Regions from separate parts of the Sus scrofa genome. Here regions 1 and 3 are each linked to region 2. Evidence: chromatin contacts called from public Hi-C and HiChIP or PLAC-seq data. All regions are on one chromosome and are shown on one strand. The core of a region is the stretch at or near the end of the contact, and the rest is flanking DNA. Distances in the headings are between cores, read along the strand shown. Region 1 holds the start of GCK (glucokinase). Region 2 holds the start of CCM2 (cerebral cavernous malformations 2 protein). Region 3 holds the start of POLD2 (DNA polymerase delta 2, accessory subunit).

Region 1 (4,488 bases), core at 714-3,213, 530 kb before region 2:
TAGATCGGATTCAACCCTTGGCCTGGGAACTTTCATATGCGGTGGGTGAGGCCATAAAAAACATATATACATTATTTGTCTTGATGGCTGATATTTTTGGTGTCCTCTTAAAGCGCCTCCAGAGGCAGTGCCTCCCCCATGCTCCCAGGCCTGACAAGGCTGTCAGTGATCCGTGAGACAACCCCCCCCCCATTCCCACCCGCCTGTGCTCAGGAGCCAGCCTGGCTCCTGATCGGGGACCAGCACCCCGTGTGCAGGTGGAACAGAAATGGTTTCCCACACGGAGCATTGTGTCCCCGGGGACAAAGGAGCAGGGGCGTGGGCCAGCCCCATGGGGCTGAGGTGGTGGGCTCCCCACACCAGGTCCCCATAGCAGGCCACAGGCCCCATCTCCCGCTGTCACCACACCAGCTCTCTGCTTGTGCCAAAGACACCACCTCCCTTCTCCCCGGTGCCCCCCACGGCCCCTTGTGCAAGATTTCTCAGCCAAGCTCTGACCACAGCCCCAGGGACCGGCAGACATGGGCTTCCTGCTGCCTGCAGCTGTGGGCGTCCGGCTCTGGGTGGTTGTTTTTCTCCCGACATCATTAGCTCTGCCAGGAGCAGAACCAGCCCCGGGTTTATGCTGACCTCGTCATTTCACCCAAGGAGAAGAAACGGCAGGGGAGGAGGAAACCACGCCGGAGGGACTGGCCGCGGGCCCTTTCCTCCAACGCCTCCGCCCAGCCCGGCTTGGAGGAGCGGCCTGCTCTCCCCGCCACCCTGCCGCCAGCTCTGGCTCCTCTGCGCACTGCTTGGGCACAGGGCTGCCCCAGAGGACGTCTGGATTTTTCTTGGTTTTGGAAAATGTAACTCTCTCTGCTCCTGGCCTGGAGCAATGGGCCTCAGGCTCCTGAGCAAGAGAGCTCTCTTCGGGGAAGCCTGGCTTTCTGAGCCTTTCCATGATGACTGTAGGGTCTTGCTTCTGCCCCTAAGCAAGTGGGTTCTACCCCCAAGATCCCAGGCCCCAAGCTCCCCGGCTGGGGCTCTAAACTTCCCAGACCCTTTACGGAGTGGGGGTCACCTCCCAGGCCTCCTGGCAGCCTGTGCCTTCTAGGTCACAGGGCCGGAGTCTGGAGCCCTGGAGAAAGGACCTGGTCTGCCCAACAAAGTTAGCGCCACACAATTCACCCCAAGTGGATCGTCCCTAAAGCAGCTACACATACGGTCAGATACCAAGGAGCAGACACTTGTCCAAGCCAAACAAGCCCCTGGATGGAGGAGAGTATGAGAAACCCTTGTAGAAAACCAGAAGGGGCAGAGACCTACCTTTTCCTTCTTGGCGCTCTCCATCCTGGCTCTGTCATCCAGCATCTGTACTGCAGCCAGCCCGTGGGAGCTGGGACCCCTCTGCGTTCCCCAACAGGCTTCCAAGGCAGAAATAGCCCCAGCTTCTTCCAGGTGAGTGGCACGGCCAGCCTGGGTGTCTGGGAGAATAGGGCCCACCCTCTGGCTGGACTCTGGCTTGAGGTTCAATCACAGAGTTTCCTCCTTTTCATTGTTCTCCAGCAAGCCTGAGAGCCTCCCCTTCTGGGTCGCAGCCGGGACCCTTCCCCACGGAGGCCTCGTCAGGCTGGGTGTGGCCAGGGCAGGGCCATCGCCGGGCTCCAGGGCTGGTCAGGGCTGGTCAGCTTTTTCTCTGGGCTGTGCTGATCTCTGACGGCGTGGTGTTCTCTTAATAGACTCAGCAGACTCTTTCTCTGAGGGGCAGCGTTTGAGTAATTAGGCTGCAGGCGACTGTGTTTCTCTCTCACACCCCAACCTGTTTCCCCAAGGCTCAGTCACTGCCCAACACTTCCTGCTCCAACCAGGTGTGGATGGGAAATTCTCCTGCCAGGGCTTTCTGTGCTCCCGTGAGGGCCCACACTGCCATGGCAACCAGGAGCAGGCCTCTGCGCTCACACCCTCCAGCCTCCACAGGGCTGACCATCCTGTCATTAGAGCTGCCATGCAGAAAACTGGGCCTCCATTCCCATCGCCATAGCAACAGCCCAATCGCCTTATCATCGCAGACTTTGCCACCTGCACAGTTCCCATGGCAGGGTCACAGGGTCTTCCAAACTCACGACCTAAAAAGTAGAGGCCCCATGAGTCTAAGAACCAGAGGAGAGGGAGTGGATAGCTTGGCCACCAGCATTGCCACATGTGCCCAGACCACCCTCGAGCTTTGGTCACTGCCTTCCCGGCCTGAGCTGGGATCCCGCAGAAGGAGCAAGGAGTGCCCGGTGGGACCTCGCCAGATGGATGTGCTGTAACATTTTTAAACCAACTTCCTGTTGATGGTCATCCGGGCAGTTTCAGTTTTTTTTCTGTTATAAATCTTGGTCTTTCACCAAGATTTTTTGTTTGTTTCATGAACACATGCACATGTTTCTTTTGGATGGTTCCTAGAGGCTGAATTGCTAGATCAGATGCTGTGCACGTTTTGTGATTGTGCAACAGGACTGCATTGGCCCCTCAAATGGTTTCACCAATTTATGAGTCCTTCCACTTTCATTAGGAGTTTGGCTACTTACTGGCCAAAACTTGAGATGAAGAATCTTTCTGATTTTTGCCCATCACTGCCATTTGAATTGCATAAGGGCTGGACACCTTTTTCACATGTTTATGGTTATCTGTCTAAGGATGATTCGTTTATATTAACTGTTATATATTATATAATATATGACATTATATATTAACTGTTTTGTCACTGAATTGTCTTCTACTTCTCAATTTGTATGAACTATTTTTATATTCCATCAATAAGATCTATTAATACTCTGCTTGTTAAATATGCTATAATTATAATACCTCCCCCAGCTGATTGACCTATGCACACTGAGGTATATGAAATAATTGGCCAATGGAGACTTGCTGTATAGCACAGAGAACTCTACCCAATATTCTGTGATCATCTATGTAGGAAAAGAATTTGAAAGAGAATGGATGTGTGTACATGCATAACTGAATCACTTTGTTATCACAATCTTGTAAATCAACTCTACTCAGTAAAACTTAAAAAAAGAAAAAAAACCCTCTTCCAGTCTACTGCTAAACTTACAGCTTGATCAGTGGTGTCTTCCGTCATACAGAAGTATTTCTTTTTTTCTGAATCTCAGTCTTGGCTTTCTTTTTTTTTTTTTTTTTTTTTTTCAGCTGGTGTCTTTAAGAAAAGCATTTCCCACCCAAAATTAGAAAAATGTTCTTCCACACTTCCTTCTAATATTTTTCCAAAATTTTTAAACATTTAACACTTTGGCCCCTCTAGAATTCGCTAGTGTATAGTAACAGCTAGGAGTCTAATATTTGTTGGGTAGGCTAGCCTCTCTCCATTGATTTGTATTGTGGACTGCGCCACAGTTTGTGCTCCACTATTGTAATTCTCTGTTCTGAGGGAATGGCTCAGCTCTGATCACCTCGCAGGTGTGATCATAAGCCAGCAGACCAAGTCTGGAACCACAGCTATCAGAACACTTTGTGATCCCCTGGGAACTGAGGCCACAGTTGTAAGGAGCTGCTCCGAGGCCACCTCACATTCTCTTCCCCATCTGCCTGGGATTTCCCCAAATCTCTGGTTCCAAGATGTGAGGCTTTCTGCCCCTGCCCCTCGAGGTGCAGCTGTGTCTAGAATGGGCTTCCAGGAGTTCCCGTGTGGTTCAGCGGTAACGAGCCCACCTAGTATCCATGAGAATGTGCGTTCAATCCCTGGCCTCACTCAGAGGGTTAAGGATCTGGAATTGCGTTGAGCTTCCGTGTAGTTCGAAGATGCAGCTCAGATTTGGCATTGCTGTGGCTGTGGCGTAGGCTGACAGCTGCAGCTCTGATTCAACCCCTAGCCTGGGAACTGCCATATGGCATGGGTGTGGCCCCCCAAATAAATAAATAAATAGAATGGGCTTCCAGTCAGAAGTAAAGTTTTAGAGTGACTTGGGGTGCAGGCGTCCAGCCTCTTTGGGTGGGTGTCATCCTTTGCATGAGACAAGGATGGGAAGCAGTGGCCTTGGATGCTCTTCTACTCTTCTTTTTTTCATCTCTTCTCTCCTGCCTGTGTGCCTAACAGATTGTCTGAATGTAAAAGCAGCTCTTGATATTCTGCCTGCCTTGGCCTCAGCTCTGCCTGTGAGCTGGATATCTCTCTGTCCATTCCTGTGTTTCCCACACTTTTTCAGTGGGCACAATTTTTTAGTTTTTTGATATCCGTCCAGATAGGCATCCCCTTTTATTTTCCTACAAAATTTTCTTCACCATAAGCCTTTTATCTTTCATGTAAGTTTTAGAATCTATTCATCTCTTTTCACTAAAATAATGTTTTATTATTTTTCTCATATAGATCTTAAACATTTCTTAATTACTCCTAAAGAAAGGAAACATATTTATCAGAAGGAAAAATTATCATTATACCTGATTAAAATATTTATGATTCACAAAGTACTTTTCCATTCATTCTGTCATCTGATCAGTCTTGGG
Region 2 (4,564 bases), core at 150-2,649:
TGCAGGTGCTTTTTCAGAAAGCTCACTGGAACCAGGCAGTAAAGCTCCTTCCTCCTGCACTGCCTCCCTGCAGTTTCTACCCGCAAAGCTTCACACTGGGCCGCCTGGCAAGGGAGGACAGCTCAAAGGGCCCAGCTCCATCCCACGATGGGAGCCGAGAGAGAGACCATTGACCCCTGGCACAGGATCTAACACTCTAAAAAGTTAACCAGTCGAGACAAATATTGTTTTGTTTGGTATCAGTTTACATTTTAGTTGAACAGCAGGGTTCTTACTGGCAGCTGTTTGGTGGCAAAACAGTGGGCCTGCTGCTGCTGACTCCACTTCACAGTGTGTTTTGGGCAAACCATCTCTCTGGACCTCATCGGTAAAAGGTGGCTGTTATTTCTAGGTGACTATTAAGGTTCTGTGTGTGGGAGTTCCCTTTGTGGTGCAGAGGAAACCAATGCGACTAGTAACCATGAGGTTGCAGGTTTGATCTCCGGCCTCGCTCAGTGGGTTAAGGATCCCGTGTTGCTGTGAGCTGTGGTGTAGGTCGCAGACACAGCTCAGATCCTGCGTGGCTGTGGCTGTGGTGTAGGCCGGCAGTTGTAGCTCCATTTCGACCCCTAGCCTGGGAACCTCTATGTGCCATTAAAAAAAAAAAAAAGGTTCTAGGTTTTATTTATTTATTCATTTTGTCTTTTCTAGGGCCGCATCCGCAGCATACGGAGGTTCCCAGGTGAGGGATCTAATCGGAGCTGTAGCCGCCAGCCTGCACCACAGCCCCAGCAACACGGGATCCGAGCCACGTCTGCAACCTACACCACAGCTCAGGGCAACGCTGGATCCCCAACCCACTGAGCGAGGGCAGGGATCGAACCCTCAACCGCATGGTTCCTAGTGGGACTCGTTAACCACTGAGCCACGAAGGGAACTCCCGTTCTACATTTTATTCTGGTAGGGTCCGGACGTACTCGCTGTTGCATTTAAACTTTCCCAACGTGTTTGTCTAAGGAAGGCTGACGCTGAAACACAGGAAGTCTTAGCAAAAAGTTTCACTGCACCCACACGAAAGAAGGGCAAAGGGAGAAAGGAAAGGGAGTGGTCCTGTGCCCCTTCCCCGAGGCCCCGCTCCTCGAGCAGCCCCGCCCAGGTCTTCCCGCCTTCACCTTCCTGCAGGCCCCGCCCTCCCACTCCCGCCAACCACTCCGGTCCGCAGCCCCGCCTCCGATGACCGCGCCCCCTCTCGCCAGCCCCTCCCAGAGCCCCCACACCCCCACTTCCCGTCCTCACCTTCCCACAGGCCCCGCCCCTCCCGCCGGCCCCGCCCACCGTTTCTTGGCGGCCTGAGCCTAATCTGCTTGAGCGTGAGGCAGGCTGGGAAGTTGGCTGCCCAAAAGATGGCGGCAGAATTGAAACGCTGGAGCCGCTCGTGCGGCCCTGAGGCGCCGGGCTTGTGGGCGCGGGCTGCAGGCCCTCCCTGAAGGGCGTGGGGTGGGACAGGGGCGCGACAGGCGCGCTCCCGCGGCCCTGAAAGGGGCGGGCAGGGCAGGCGCGTTCTCGGCCGCCTGGAAGGGCTGGGGGCGGAGCGTGTGGGCCGAGGGGGCGTGCGCGCGCGGGGCGGGGCGTGGTCGCGGGGGCGGGGCTGCGCCCTCGGTCCGGAAGTGCGGGGTGCGGGGTGCAGGGCGCGGACGGCCCCTGGCGGCCGCGGGAGGAGACTGCGGCCAGGCTAGCGGCGCAGGAGCGGCGGCGGCCGCGGGGCCGGGGCGAGCATGTAGCGGCCGCGGGCGGCGCGGGGCTCCCGGGGCGGGCCGGGCCGCGGGGGCCGCTCGCGGCGACATGGAGGAAGAGAGCAAGAAGGGCAAGAAGGTGAGGCTGCGGGGCGCGTCCTCCCGAGGGCCGGGCGCGGGGTGGGCTGGACCCCCGACCAAGGCAGGAGGCTGGCGGAAGGCGGAGGGTCTGGGGCTGGGACTAGGGGGGGAGTGAGGGGGACGCGGGAGGGTCGCTCGGGGCCGCCTGTCGGTCTGCCGGTGCGGGGCGTGGGAAAGTCTGGTTTCGGGAGGTCCGTGGAGGGGAGTTTTGATTTGGGAGGTTCAGTGTGGGGAGGCGAGGCGTGGGGAGGTCCGGGACGGGAGTCTGGCGTGTGGACTCCGGCGTGGGGAGGCCAGGCACAGGGAGGTCCCGGGCGGGAGTCCGGCGTGGAGAGGCCCCAGGTTGGAAGTCCGGCGTGGAGAGGCCCGGAGGCACCCGCGGTTGGGGTGAGCGTGGCGGGCAGGCCAGGGCCCCCCGGTGGACAGTCCACGGTCAGTCCCGGACAGGGTCGTGGGAGTCGGTCTCTGCGCGATGGAGTACGAGGCGAGCCCCTGGACAATGGGGTTAGGTGGTCCTTTGCCGGCCGGGAGCGCGGGGGAGGAAGGAGCCACGCCTTTCCGCCCCTTCCGGTCAGTAACTCTGCCCCAAACCCAGGCTGTCCACATGGCCTTCCCCGCGGGTCAGTGACCAGGGGCTGCAGAGGAGCTGGCCCTGGTTATGGGCCAGAAAGTTTTCCAGGGTTAGTATCTTTGAGAAAATGGGGTGTACGGTAATGGAGAAACATTTGCTGCTGAGTTGACTTCAATTTTGGGGTATCAAGTAAAAGCAAAAACCGTGTTTCATGGTACAGCAGGCTCACTCACGGTAGGCCCGCAGAGGTCGAGTTTTGCTCTACCTAATCCCAGCTGAGTGATTTCAGTGATGTTATGTTTGGCAGTTAGATTTAGGACATAGTTCAAGAGGTTCCTCAGTCTGTGTAATTTTAAAAGTGTGGCTTTAATTACAGGCTAGAGTAATCGATAAACTCACCATTTTTCGGAGACAAATAACCACGTGGGATAAGCTGTCATCAAAATGGAAAATGGGTTTCAATGCAGTGCATCTTTTTCAAATACAGGCTTTATAATTGACGTGTCTTACCTATTATTTTCGTTTTGATAAATGTGTGTGCACTTTTATACACAAGTTTAATAAAAGACCTTGATAAATTCCGCGACCCTCTGCTTTTCAGAGGCAGCCGTCCTTGCGGCGATGATTACGCATCGCAGGGTGCCCCATTTTACTGAGGTATTTGAAGGGAAGTGCAGGCAGGTGGTCTTCAGAGGACTGTGTAATGCCGCTTCTCCCACCTCCTTTACTCCTTCCTTTCTTATGTTATCCATACACACGTCTGGAGTTCCCGTCGTGGCTCAGCGGTTAACGAACCCGACTAGCATCCATGAGGACATGGGTTCGATCCCTGGCTTCTCAGGGGGTTAAGGATCTGGCATGGCCGTGAGCTGTGGTGTAGGTTGCAGACTCGGCTCGGATCCCGCGTTGCTGTGGCTGTGGTGTAGGCCGGCAGCTACAGCTCTGATTGGACCCCTAGCCTGGGAACCTCTGTATGCTGTGTGTTCAGCCCTAAAAAGACAAACAAACAAAAAATACTCGTATCTAATTTAAGTGCAGTGTCAGTTGCAGTTCTCTACAAAGATGGTTGAGGTCTGGAAAGCAACCCGAGAAGGGGATTCAGCCGGCAAGCGACAGACCTCAGGGGGACGCCGGCCACTGCACAGCGGGAGCGGGAGCGCTGAGTTCAGCGTTTCTGCCAAAGCGGAGAGGAGGCACCATGTGAAATGCAGTCAGTTCTACTGTTCCCTGCCACAGGTGGGCAGGCGGGCCAGGGCCCTAGTAGGGCATGGCCTGTGTCCAGTGCTCTTGGCTGCCGGCGTTCCATAGAGGAGCCTGTCCAGTCCTAGCAGAGGACCTGTTTTGGCCCCACAGAGTCTTCGACAGTCCGTCCAAACAGGGCCTGCTAAGGAGGGTTACTCCTTCCACATGCATGCTATCCTGTCTTGCCAGGGAAGCATGAGAATGACTGCATTTTCTCTAGAGCCTTCTATCAGCTTTGGTAGAAACATTTGAGCGTTCAGCAATATTGAGAGAGACAAAGAGGTAACACATTCCTGAGCCTTTGGAATAGAGGTTAAACACCAGTGCAACTGCTTCCCATCATGGCTCAGGGGTACCAAACCTGACTTGTATTCATGACGACTTGGGTTCAACCCTGGCCCCACTCAGTCGGTTAAGGATCTGGCATTGCCGAGAGCTGTGGTGTAGGTCGCAGACGTGGCTCGGATCCAGTGGTGTAGGCAGGCAGCTGCAGCTCTGATTTGACCCCTAGCCTGGGAACCTCCACATGCCATGGGTGCTGCCCTAAAAAGGCAAAAAAAAAAAAAACCAAAAAAAACCCCACCACCTTTTATAGTGGGGGAGGGGCGGGGGCAGGCACCGGGAAGGTGGAGGCTCAGAGGAGGGCAGGACCTGTCACTCTCTCTGTTAGAGGAGGTGATGGGTTATTACGGAGTCGCCTAAGCTGGGCGTTCTGTGTTTTCTTTGTGCTCTGCCGATGCCCCGGCTCATTTTCCCATAGGCAGGCCAGACAGACAGCTCTGGGGCGTGGATTCCTATCCAGGCCACGACTTAGCACACTTTACCTCTTGCTCTCAGCCAGTCACAAGCCAGCAGAACCTTCCTGCTCTGCTCCTGCATTCGGTGTGAGGTCACGTCC
Region 3 (4,487 bases), core at 1,170-3,669, 590 kb before region 2:
AAGTGCTGCTATAAAGAATCTAAGGGATGGCATTGACCTTGGGCTTGAGGAAGGCGTCCCTAAAGCCTTCAAGGAAAGTGAGCAAAAGGCACTGGGAGCCAGAGGAAGGAGACCCTTGCCATGTGGCGGAGGAAAGAGGAGTAACACTTGTGCCTGCAGTAAAGAAAACACCTCTGATGTGATGATGCAGCTCCACCGGGTCACGTTTTCTCCCGGCTGCTTAGAACATCAGAGTGAATGCAGCTGACCTGGGGGGATGGGATGGACCCAGTCGCCAGCGCTTCCCAAAGCTTCCCAAGTGGCTCCAGTGTGCAACCTGGGCTGAGACCCAGAAGGCCTAAGGCTGGGGGCAGAAAACATGAATAAGACGTGGTCTCTCCTACATCAGTTTAAAGACAAAACAGGTGAATCAAAAACTACATAAAGAGCCAATCTTTTTTTTTTTTATTTTGCCACATCCGCAGCATGCAGAAGTTCCCAGGCCGGGGACTGAACTCACGCCGCAGCAGTGACCCAAGCTGCAACAGTGACAATGCCAGATCCTTAACTACTAGGCTATCAGGGAACTCCCAGAAAGCCACTCTTATAAGCAGTAAGAGTGAGGTGATGCAGCATCACCCAAAAGTTGAAGGTGGTGGTGGGGTCCTGCTTCACCAAGGATAACGTAAAGCAGGACAGATCACCAAGGAAGAAACGGGAAAAAAAGAGAAAGATCTGCACTGCCCAGGCCACGTGATTATGAAAAGAAAGACGGCCCCAAGGCACAGGAGACTGGTGCCCAACAAACACAGAAACACTTCCCCAAACTCATCACTTACCCCAGCGCTGCCTGGCCCGGCTCACCAGGAAGGGCCTCATCTGGACCAGGCGGGTGGCATAAATGTGGGCATACTGCCGGTTAAAGCTGCGCTCCCCTAGTCGGAAGGGCTGGGACGAGTTGGTGTAAGTCACCACGGGGATTCGGTCAAAAGTGGCGTTGCTGGCTGATGGTGGGGACAGCAGAGTGTGCGCCCTCTGGGCAGCCTGCTCAGAAAACATGGCCATGCTTGATGCGTCCAGACCTACTGAGGCCAGGCCGAGGAGGAGGCGGACCCTGTGAGAACACAAATGCAGTCCTGAAGCCCCAGCCCACGCCCACAGCAGCTGCGTTCCTGGTGTGGCTCCTCTGTGCCCACAGAGCACCAGGAGGAGGGGGAGACCTGTAGTGACCAGCACCTGGAACTCGACTGTGCTACCAACGCCTTGCCCCGTACCCTTCACCCAAAGGGGAGATGAGGAAAGCTAGGAAATGCTTCTCCCACCCACAGTTCTCCAAACCATCCCAAGGGTCCCCTGCCTGCCGCACGCCTCCACCTGGACAACTCTCGGGGTCTCAAACTCCACCCCCCCAAGTGGAATGCCTCCTCCGCCTCCAGCCAGCTCCTGGGCATCTGCCCCATCTCAGGGTGTGAAGCCAGCCTGTTATCACACAAGCCTACTATAAAGTTATTAAATAATATAAGTACTCACTTCTCTGCTCAAAAACCTCCAAAGATTCCCCATTTCACAGAATAAAAACCCCAGTCCCTACAGTGGCCTAAGAGATCTGCCCTCCTGGTTCCACTCTCCTGCACCTCCCCCCCCCCCCCATCCCGTGGCCAGCTCTTCTCCCACACACGTGTGGCTCACTGCCTTCAGGCTGCTCAAAACTCACCTTCTCCACCTGTAACCCTCCCCTGCCACTTCTGCTTCTCCAGTGTTTATTGTTTTCCATGGCAGTGATCTTCCAACAAACAATACATTTTAAGTTTACTGTCTGCCTCCTCGGACTAGAGTAAAACCTCCAGGAGCGCAGAGGTATAGGCACCTGAGCCCATTTTCCAGAAGCAGCCACGAGCCCCACTGAGATGTGCTTCAGGCGTGAAATCCACAGCAGGTTCCAAGATCAGTGGAAGGAGTAGCTCAGTCATTACTCTACATGCGTGCTGGGATGATAACAGTTTGCGTGTAACGGGTTAAATAAGATGTGGCAGGCACTAAATTCAATTTCTACTCCCTCCTCTTTTTTTTTTTTTTTTTAAATGGCCTTTTTAGATTGGGTACTAGGTGACTTGTATTCTGTCCCTATCGAACAGCTATGGGCTGAGACGGAATCTGAATTAACTTTCTGCCCCAAAGTGCAGAGCCGGGGCGGCACTCTAGCCGCAGTCTCGGAAGGAGCCCTAGGGCCATAAGCCCCAGACCACGGCCTCGGCCCGCGCCCTGGGGCCGTCTTGGGGGGGATACAGCAGAGACACCGCTCAGCCCTAGCGAGACGCCGCTCAACCCGCCGCTACGAGTGGACACCCGGGCCCCTACTTGGCCAGGGCGACACGAGACCCCACTTACCTCGCTGTGCGACGCGATCCGCCCACTGCCGCGCGCCGTCTCCCGCCAATCCGCGCGCCCCGCTCCGCCCACTGCCGTATCCTGCTAATCGCCGAGCGCCCCACCGCGCTCCTCACCGCCGGGCCCGCCCACCGCCGCGCACTGTCTCCCGCCAGTCCGCGCACCTCATCCCGCCCATGCTGCATCCGGCCAATCGCTGCGCTCCCAGCTCCGTCCATCACCGCGGGGCCGGCCCACCTTCGCGCAACCCCCCTCTCCCGCCAATCCGAGCGCGCTCTGCCCCATACATTGCCGCGCGCTCCGCCTCCTGAGCCTTGCGCGTGCGCGGGGTCACGCCCCCGGTTCCTTGGGCAAAACCGGCTTGGTTTGGCGTCAAGGTACTCACGGTCACGTTTGTGCTGTCCGTCGTTCCGACCTGGGCTGTCGCTGAGGTCACCGCACTTTCCCGAGTGTTAGCCCTTGTCGCGCCTCCCCAGGATCCGGCCTGGTGCCCGACTCTGGTGGACACCGCTTCTGAAAACAGGGTGGGAGGACCAAGGCAGATGTTTGCACCGTCCAAGGGGAGCGATGACTCCGAGGCAAGTCCTAGAACTGGGCCGGGCACTGGGCTCCAGGACGGCAGGGGAGGCCTTGTAGGGTGAGGGTGAGGGAAGCAGACCAGCTGTCTTCAGCTCTTCGCACAGGGCCAACAGCTCTGCCAGCCTCCACCCGACACCCCCCAGTCACTGTTGTCCTCGCTGCCCTCATCATCCACGCTCCTTCCTACCCACCAGGGCCTCCCCCGGCCGTCCCCCATTTCGGGGAGGTGAGAGGATGTCTCTTTTACACATCTCCACCCATCCCAGAATTCCTAAGCAAGCGCGAGTGGCCCTTCCCCATGAAACTTCTCCATACCCACCAGCTCTGGGATGTAGTCTCCGGTGCCCTTTGGCACATGCTGTTCTGCTCTGTCACTACATCTGTTTCCCAAATCTCGGTTTCGTCTCCGCCGCAAAGTAGACAGATAATGATGGATAACACATAAAAGCCTTTGCTATGGACCTAACACTATTTGAAATTCTCGACGCGTATTAATCCAGCTAATCCTCACATAACCGTTTGAAGATGGAGAAACTGAGGCACAATGAGGTCACAGGGCTAGTGAATACCAGCTAGGACACACACCAAGGCAGCCTGACATTGTATGTGTGCTGGCCTTCTGCATGTGCAGCTGAATTACCCACCTAATTAACCGTGACTTTGCTTTTGCCCCTGCCATTTAATTAGGCACTTGTCAAACATCCAGTTGGATGTGTTTGGATAAATCTGCCCTCAAGGGCATATGGGAACCCAGTCCAGTTCACTTATCACGGTGCCTGGCACACGGAGACTCCCAATTCAGCTTATGTTTGTTGAATGAATATATGGGCTTTTTTGGGGGGGGGGGAGGTAATGGGCTAAGTGTCTTAAGAACATCATCTCATTGAGAATTACCTTAGCCCTGTGAGGCAAGTACTATTATCTCCACTTTACAAAAAGATTCATAGTTTCCCCAGGGCTAGAATTGGAACCCACCTGCCTGCTTCTCCTGGGCGAGTGCTCAGGCATGGAGCCGTGCAGCCTTTCCACTGAGCTCTGCTACCCGCAGGTCTGGGCCAGGTGCACAGTTGGGGCAGCTAAGGGGGTCTGTCCTAGACCCCAAGGCATCAGTCCTTGACTCTCTTCTCCTGGCTGGCTGTACGATGGAGAGGCTAGCGTGTTGACTTCCCTGGCCTCCCTGGCAGCCAGAGGTAGTAATGAGATCAGGTCTGGCAGAGACATAAGGGGAAGTCTGGTAGGGATTGGGGGAGTGCCTGTCAGGCTTCTGAGAAATCTGCTTTTGTGATAAAAGGGAGGGACACAGCCTACTGTCTTTCTTCATCTTTCTGTAGTGAACACGGTGCCAGGCCTTGTCCTGCAAGGATGTGCGCCAGCACTTAGCTCCTGGACTGGGACCTGCAATTGCTAACTCTTTATTTCATTTTATAAAATGAACCCCTGGAGTTCCCGTTGTGGCTCAACAGGTTAAGAATTAGACCTTGTCTCTGTGAGGATGTAGATTTAATTCCCGGCTTTGCTCAGTGGGTGGAGGATCTGGCGTT

The links. Hi-C and Micro-C count contacts between places; a contact is called where the count stands out from the background. HiChIP or PLAC-seq counts read pairs in DNA pulled down with a chosen protein or histone mark.
Region 1: a Hi-C map of liver shows a contact between it and region 2, with 2.5 times the contacts expected there. The contact joins the promoter of GCK here to the promoter of CCM2 in region 2. A contact is called at or near these places in 1 of 5 promoter capture datasets (fetal liver), 1 of 47 Hi-C or Micro-C datasets (liver) and 1 of 2 datasets of contacts at active chromatin or transcription factors (alveolar macrophages).
Region 3: a contact with region 2 is called in an H3K27ac HiChIP or PLAC-seq map of alveolar macrophages. The contact joins the promoter of POLD2 here to the promoter of CCM2 in region 2. A contact is called at or near these places in 1 of 5 promoter capture datasets (fetal liver) and 1 of 2 datasets of contacts at active chromatin or transcription factors (alveolar macrophages).

The regions. Positions count from the first base shown.
Region 1 is chr18:50,976,642-50,981,129 of Sscrofa11.1, reverse strand. It overlaps GCK (glucokinase), which reads right to left and starts at 1,963. Exons shown (of 10, transcript XM_013985832.2): 1 at 1,309-1,963. The coding sequence starts at 1,353.
Region 2 is chr18:50,447,277-50,451,840 of Sscrofa11.1, reverse strand. It overlaps CCM2 (cerebral cavernous malformations 2 protein), which reads left to right and starts at 1,399. Exons shown (of 10, transcript XM_021079071.1): 1 at 1,399-1,851. The coding sequence starts at 1,822. LOC100739791 (a long non-coding RNA gene) reads right to left here and starts at 1,329. Exons shown (of 6, transcript XR_002340445.1): 1 at 1,315-1,329.
Region 3 is chr18:51,036,241-51,040,727 of Sscrofa11.1, reverse strand. POLD2 (DNA polymerase delta 2, accessory subunit) reads right to left here and starts at 2,419. Exons shown (of 11, transcript NM_001244996.1): 1 at 2,368-2,419; 2 at 819-1,093. The coding sequence starts at 1,044.